Regions from separate parts of the Sus scrofa genome. Here region 2 is linked to region 1. Evidence: chromatin contacts called from public HiChIP or PLAC-seq data. All regions are on one chromosome and are shown on one strand. Each heading gives the region's core, a stretch centred on a gene start, on an enhancer-like site or on the middle of the called end of the contact. The rest is flanking DNA. Distances are from core to core; before and after follow the strand shown.

Evidence for each region. HiChIP or PLAC-seq counts read pairs in DNA pulled down with a chosen protein or histone mark.
Region 2: a contact with region 1 is called in an H3K27ac HiChIP or PLAC-seq map of alveolar macrophages. The contact joins two enhancer-like sites. A contact is called at or near these places in 1 of 47 Hi-C or Micro-C datasets (embryonic fibroblasts) and 2 of 2 datasets of contacts at active chromatin or transcription factors (alveolar macrophages and skeletal muscle).

The regions. Positions count from the first base shown.
Region 1 is chr16:45,680,819-45,684,523 of Sscrofa11.1, forward strand. No RefSeq gene overlaps it. Among named protein-coding and RNA genes, the nearest start is that of CD180, 95 kb to the left of the region's middle. Within about 2 kb of position 1,458, at least 10 of the 83 cell types and tissues checked have an H3K27ac peak or open chromatin away from gene starts, as enhancers often do. A contact at or near this core is called in alveolar macrophages, where this site is marked.
Region 2 is chr16:46,461,028-46,464,514 of Sscrofa11.1, forward strand. All of the region lies in intron 2 of PIK3R1 (phosphatidylinositol 3-kinase regulatory subunit alpha), which reads left to right. Among named protein-coding and RNA genes, the nearest start is that of PIK3R1, 28 kb to the left of the region's middle. Within about 2 kb of position 1,889, at least 13 of the 83 cell types and tissues checked have an H3K27ac peak or open chromatin away from gene starts, as enhancers often do. A contact at or near this core is called in alveolar macrophages, where this site is marked.

The sequences.
Region 1 (3,705 bases), core at 208-2,707:
TTATTAAACTTTATGCTCCGTGTGTGTGTGTGTGTGTGTGCACACACACAGGTGGGAGGTGGGGCAGGTAGTATAAAGGAGAAGAATAAAATCCACTTTATTTTTTTGCTTTGTTCTTCAGTGCCGCACCTGCGGCATATGGAAGTGCACAGGCAGGGTTCAAATCAGAACTGCAGCTGTTGGCCACAAAGGATCAGAGCTGCATCTGCAACCTATACCACAGCTCATGGCAATGCTGGATCCCTGTCCCACTGAGCGAGTTCAGGGATCAAACCCACATCCTCATGGATACTAGTCAGATTCCTTTCTGCTGTGCCAGAACAGGAACTCCCCAAATGCACTTTGAACATCGTGGTCAACCATTATTCTGTTTACACTTTGGAGAGAAGAGTAAGGATCCTGTCCCACCAAATAAAGCATAATCTGCCCTAGAGATCTTTCTTACTTTGCCACTTTCTCTCTGTCTCCCTCTGCTCCCTTTTCCTCCTCTCTTCCTTTCCCTCCCTCCCTCCTTCCCTCTCTGTATGTATAATTATCTCACTGTTCTTTCCTAGTTAGTGCTCTTGAAGAATCAGTTTGCTATTCCTTTGCATTTGTTCTGGATCTTTTGTGCCTTTGCGTGGCTTCTCCTCACCTCACGTTTTGGCCCCCACTTTTTTTCTCCCCACACTACCTGTTTAGGATACAGTGTTCCATCTGAAGTATGCACTGAGCACTGGCTTGGGGACAGGCTCCCTCTGCAGATGAGGAAGGCTTGTTTCCCCAGGCCAGCCCTCCAAGCCTCCCTCTCTGCACAGGGGTGACCATGCCCTTTCTTGTTCTGTGGGTTCTCATTTTTACCTGTAATTGAGTGTCACTGCCTAAAACGAGTGACACTCTGTGAGGGTTGCTCCTGGGAAGCAGGAGAAGGCATGGGGATGGAAGCAATCATGAATGTGTAAGGCTGGACCAACCTGGGGCCTGATTCGTTCAGATTATAAGAGACAAACTTCATGGAGCAATTAGACATTGGCAGAGCTAGGCACTAACCAATGATCTTTCCCTTCTTTTAATTGTTCCATAACATTTTTCTTCCCCAAAACTTAAGACCTGCCCGGGCTTCCTTGGTGGAAGGGGTGCTTTGGGGTGCTGAAGAGAGAAAGATGGAGTTCAAAATGTGTGCACTCAGTCTCATCAGAATCCACTTGTAATATTGTTTGCTGATTCTGCACTGATAAGCTTTCCTTTTACTAGGCATCACAATTGATGTTGGGGTACTTAAGCTCATTCTGTCTCTGCTAGGCAGAGAGGGATGCAGGCAAATAAAAACCACACATGTGGTTTATCTCTGATGATTTACTGTTCTGAGGAGCATGACAGGGAAGGAATGCCATGTTTTGGAATTCCCGGCCCGATGGACATGTGTTCCTCACGTGCTGTATTGCACCAACCTTCCCTATCTGGTTCAGGCCTGTTGAGTAATCCTGAGTGTTAGGAGGCCTTTCCAGTGCCGCCCTCAAGAAAGAGAAACCCTGCTGCAGGCTAACTCCTTAGGATTGGAAAATGGAACTTCACTGGCCCAGGGAATGATTCATTTCCTGTCATTAACAGAGTGAAAATGATGTAGTTTACAGAGTTCTTTAAGCTGTGAAAGTACATTATCCTAAATACTCAATTTCCTGATGGATGGCATCAGCTCTCCTAATTTCCTTTCTGCTTTTGGATATTTCCAGATTCTGGAGGCTGTTGGAACATGTGCTAAGTGGTCCAGGTGCTCAGTGTGCAGTAAGGGGAGAGAGAGGAGATTACACTAACTCTGCCCTGGGATAAAATAGTGCCGTCTGCTTTCTCCTGAATGATGTATTGCTGTTTAATCCTCATGTTGCTATAGTACCTTTCTAAATATTTAGGTGTTGGATCTCAGTATAAAACTTTCATGTTCAGGCTCACTTGGGCATAAATCAGCTAAAACAAAACAAGCAAACCAAAAACCAGAACCCAACCTCCCACTGAAATTTGCAGTGGGTAATATTTGTAGATAATCCCTTCTTTGGATTATTTTATCCAGAAAAACAAGTTGGCATTAAATAGTCTATTTAGTTCACTTATTGACATTGTAGGTTTATATAATCATAGGTTTGAATTTATAGAATACTCCTTTTTAAAGAGCTCAAAGAATTTAATCCTCTTTCCTCCTTGTTTTCAGAATGCCCTCAGGAGAAACAAGGTAACTAAATTTCCCTTCTACCTGGTGGTAAAGGGCCTAGACTCACGGAGATGTCAAGTGAATTGCCTAGAGTCATACAGCTAGGGTTGGCATCTGGTGTAAAAACTTGTCTGCTTGCTCGCTTACTGTTTAGTGCTGTCCACACTTGACATTGATAATTGCATCTCAAGTGGCTGATAATTTCTGTGTAAGGGATAACTGAAAAGTGTACCTCAGGCTGCAGACTTGTGTATGCCTGGGGCATGAGAAATGAGTCACCCGCACAAGAGCTTTGTGAGCTTGGCATTATTACCCCTATTTCCCAAATGAGAAAACTGAGATTCAGGGATACATAGCTGGTAGAGCTAGTGATAGTGTTTGAACCTCCATCTATCCAAGTCTACTGTATTGGCTGCCTGTGGAACATATAAAAGCAAAGATACTTGAACATGAAGCAAATACAGTAGAAGTGGGGTTCACTGACATCTGGGGAGTCAGTATTGTGAGAGAAACTTGAGTAAACATTTCAGATAAAACTTAATTTGCTAGTTCCTGGTTATAATAAAATTGTGAGTATGTGTTTCCCTCTGGCCAGAGTCAATATTCTAAAAGAAATTCTGAGGGTCATTGCGAATGGGGTTTTTCTGTGTATGGGTGAAGGAAAGGAGTGTGAAAGGAAAGGAAGGTCCTTGAAGAGGACCTTCCCACAGTGTGGCCTGTTTGTCTTTGAAGAGGTGTGATTTTGGACAAGGACACTGGGCAGAAAGAGAGAAGGGGCACTAAAGGGAACCGTTAACATGATGTGATTAGCCTTGAAGGGCCCCAGGCCCTCCTCACCTCAGTGAGAAAAATAGCAATATCACCTAAATGCCAAAATCCCAGAGGAGGGCTGAAAACCAGAGAGAGGAGAGAAGGGCTTCAGACACACCAAAAAGGGGAAAGGAGAGAGTTACTGCTGGCTCAGGCCCTCTTCGCTGTCCTAGGAAAACTCCTAGGAAAACTCTGGCTTGGGAATCGAGTCCCGTTTTTGCTCATGATTATACCCTGGGGTGGTATTTGAAATGTTAATAGATGCCAATAACCTGGGACCAGCCACTCTACAGGGACATTGAGTGTAGTGCTGAGTGGGGTTCTGGAGGCCCTCTGCCTTTTCAGGTGTTCGCCCTTTAGCTGAGGGATTTGAAAGAACTCCAGGGGTTCCAGATGGGATGGGACATTGGCTGAGGCAGTATGAAAGAACTTCAATATTTTAACAGCTCAAACAGTTATAGTGGCACATGCCAATTATATCACTAAAGCTTAGGACGATCCTGGCATGAGTAGGCATCCAATAAAATTGTTTATGAGTTGTAATCAGCTAATTTGAATATAACATAGTTAGAGTTCTGACTGGTCATTGAAGATACAAACTGCCGACATCTGTTTTGAGTTCCTCCTGGTGTAAGTAGTCCACAGGATCTAAAGCCATCCATGTAGGTTCCATTGAGCTACCTCTTTGCCCTAAGAGATGGATGAGGACC
Region 2 (3,487 bases), core at 639-3,138, 780 kb after region 1:
AAAATTTGAAGTTTATTCTTTGCTGATAGGTTTGCTCACATGCATGAGCCCTTGCTCTGTGTGTACTTCCATTATCTCACTTGGTGCCATTTACAGGTTGAGCTTCGAGAGAAAAAGAAACATGCCCAGGGACAGCTGAGACTTGTACGCAGACTTTGTGACTTGAGGACATGTGCTTTCTAACACGACACTGTACCATCCTCAGAGTGGGGGGCGGGGGGATCTTCTAGTAGGAATAAGTTCTCCAGAAGTCATGCCATATTAAAGCAACCACAGGTTCTGAAAACAAATATTACATATTAGGCAGTAGTGGCCCATAAGTTGTAGACTTTTAAATAGTCTCACATCTCTGTAATCTTTGTCTCCTTATCCATTTAGCCTCCAATTTCAAAATCTTAAAGATACAGGTATTAAAAATGCTTGATTGGCCATTGCTTTGTTTCTGTTAAGATCAGGTGCACATCAAGCCAGAGTCTTATATAATTTGTATGAAATTTTCAACTTCTCTAGCAGTTTTCTTGCAATAGAGAGAGAATAACATGAAGTATCATAGATGATCTCATTCCATTCACAGAAAAGTACTGTGGTGTCAGAGCAGTGTCAGTGTTTGAACCTAGAGTTGGAATCTTTGATAGCAATTCCGGTCTGGAAGAATGTATGGATTAGGTAAATAAAAGCTTAATTTTCACTCAGAGAGCAGCTGTGACTAGCAGCTGAAGCTAGAACATGGATCAGGGATCTGAACTTTTCCTTGTGGCCTCTGGTTGAGTCTTCCATAGCAGTCAAACTTTGGTTTGTGTCAGGCGTGATGTAGAAAGCCAGAGGAGAAGTCCAAGGCGCTAGTGGTTTCATTAAGTCGTCAAGATGGATTTAATGATTTTATTTGGAGCATTACTTCCAGTGAGCCACAGCTGGGGGCTCAGAAAGAGAGGTCTTCCAAGGGTAGCCAGGCTCTCAAGTACTTTCCCAGGGTCAACTACTGCAATATGGCTTAACCGTAGGGCAAAAAAATCCACCCCTCTTGGAGGAATTAAGGTATCCTATGTAGCTGTGATTGGGGAAAATTCACTCCTGCGAAACGAGACGTATGCTGGGTTGACCAGATAGCCCGAAGCTGAGCTATACCCAGGCTGTCTCACATTCTCAAGGCCTCTTTCTTGAACTTGTCTTCTTTCAGACTTTACCTTCATTTTCTGGGTAAGTAGGAATGTATTTATAGGGAAAGCCCCTGGTTTGGGTTTTGTAAGCTTTCCAGAGAAAACTGGATCCAAGAGGGAAAAAGATTTGCTGACCCCTGTCTCAGAGGTTAACATTTTCATTTATGTTTTACATGACTCATTTTAAATTACAGTGCTCTACAGATATAGAAAGAAGCCTTCCTCTTCCCACCCTCCCCCAGATACCACATAATGGAAAAAAGCAAGAATTTTCTGCATAAGCAAGACTTTTTTTTTTTTTTTTTTTAAACAAAAAGCCAGTCTCTGATGGGACTTTTTTCCTGTCAGAATTCCCACTGGTCCACTGTTGCAATATTTACAAAAGGCCATGATGAAAGAGGAAAGCCCATTTTTGAGCCCTTTGCCTCTGTGTTATGTAAAACATAACTTGTATTTCTGTTCTTGGTATTAGAAAAATTGTTATTTTTGAACTTCTCTGATGGGCTGGTAAACCTGCTAGGCCTCTTAATTGTTAAAGGCTAATTTTGATTAAGAAAAGATTTGTTCCTCTGCTCTGAGTAGACACGTAAAACTTCGAAAAAGGTTTGGATGTTCTGTTTCCTGTTTTTTTAAAAAAAAAAAAAAATGTCCCTTCTTATGAACTCAACTGGATGAGAGGATGTTCCTCAGAGAAAATTCAGCTCTGGGAGGAACCATCCATGGAGGTCGTAACCTAGAACATTTTTGAAGGGAAGTTTCACTGAAACTTACAAGAGGGTGGGGTTAGGAAGGAGAAAGTTCTGTTCTACCATAGTTTTAGCTGAATAAATCATTTTACTCTGGAGCCTGGTCAGTCAGTCCCATAATTTGTAGCTGATTGTCAACAGAGGTCCTTGATGTCAGTTCACTGTGCAGGAAGGAGGTGGCCCGGGGCCCCATTAGGAACTTGTACTAAAGTTGTATCTTTCTTTCTTCCCCAGAATGTTCACTGGAGAAACTTCTTTTATCGATTGAGCCTTGGTGATCTTTTATTTCTACATGAAAACCTTTTAAAACTAACATAATTCAACTTGATCTTTTTCTTCTAGTTAGGTAGAAGATAGAATCAGCTGGAAGCGCAGTTGAAAGGAGTGTATTCGCATGGGTGCAGGACTGAGAGATGGAAAGTTCTGCTCTCTCCTTCAGTGGGACTATAAACCAGCTGTGGTAGTAAACACGGGGATCCCAGCGTTGGCAGCCCTGCTTTTGCTTTACAGACAGTTTGATTTGCCAGCCAAAAAGAAGCTACATCAAGATTAGCTCCCAGACTGGGGCTTTAGCAAGTGCTCAATTAACTTTGGCAGCTCAGGGGGAAAAGCAGGTTAGTTTGGGGATCCAGATTCTGAAGAGTGTGCCGTTGAACCGCATGAACCAGAGGACAAGAAACTGTTTAATTAAAACTTCATAAAATGGTTCCTTAAGCTTCATGGACAATTGAGTAACTTCAGTTTCCTCTCTTTACTGTTGTTTACTTCCTGCTCTTCTTGAATTGAGCATTAGGTATTCTGGTCTCTTACAATGAGAAGATTAAACAGCTGTACTTTAAATTAAAGCATTAATTTGGAGTGTTCTGTGGCTGCATTAATTATATCTTTACTAAGATTACATTCCTGTGGATTTGACAGATGTGTATAAGCAGCAGTGGGGCTTATCCACAGCAGACCCAAATTCTGTTCACCACTGAGCCTTGGCGATCTTTTATTTATACATAAAAACCTTTTAAAATTGAAATAATTCGACTTGATTTTTTTTTTTCTTCTAGTTAGGTAGAAGATAAAAGAATTGGCATAGAGTCAATTGTGGGCATATTTGCATGGGTGCAGCACTGAGGGATGAAAATTCTGTTCTTCATTCAGTGGGATATAGCGAGAAGCATGTGTTGAAAGTTTCTCACCTAAACAGGTCGTAATTACAGACTTTAGGGTTTATTTCTTTTAATTAGAACATTATGCTCACTCAGTGGTCCTTATGAAAACTTTTTTTCTATCTGTATATTTTATATCAAATGATAAGTTAAATTGCTCTGGTACATTGAAGAGTTCTTTCCTGTAACCCTAATTGTAGTTCATGCTGAATACATCAAGGCTACTGTTTGCTGAGTAGCTGACTAGTCAGATCCATGGTTAATTTTAAGTTTTCTTCCTTTGTTTTCTAAGAACAGTTTTAAAGACAGTTTGTATTTTAGAAAAATGCTCTTATTCAGAACTTCTCAGATCTAACACAGCAGTCAGTGGGACTAGAGGTAAGAAGTAATAGCTTTAACCAAACATCATCTAAAATTCTGTAATAGG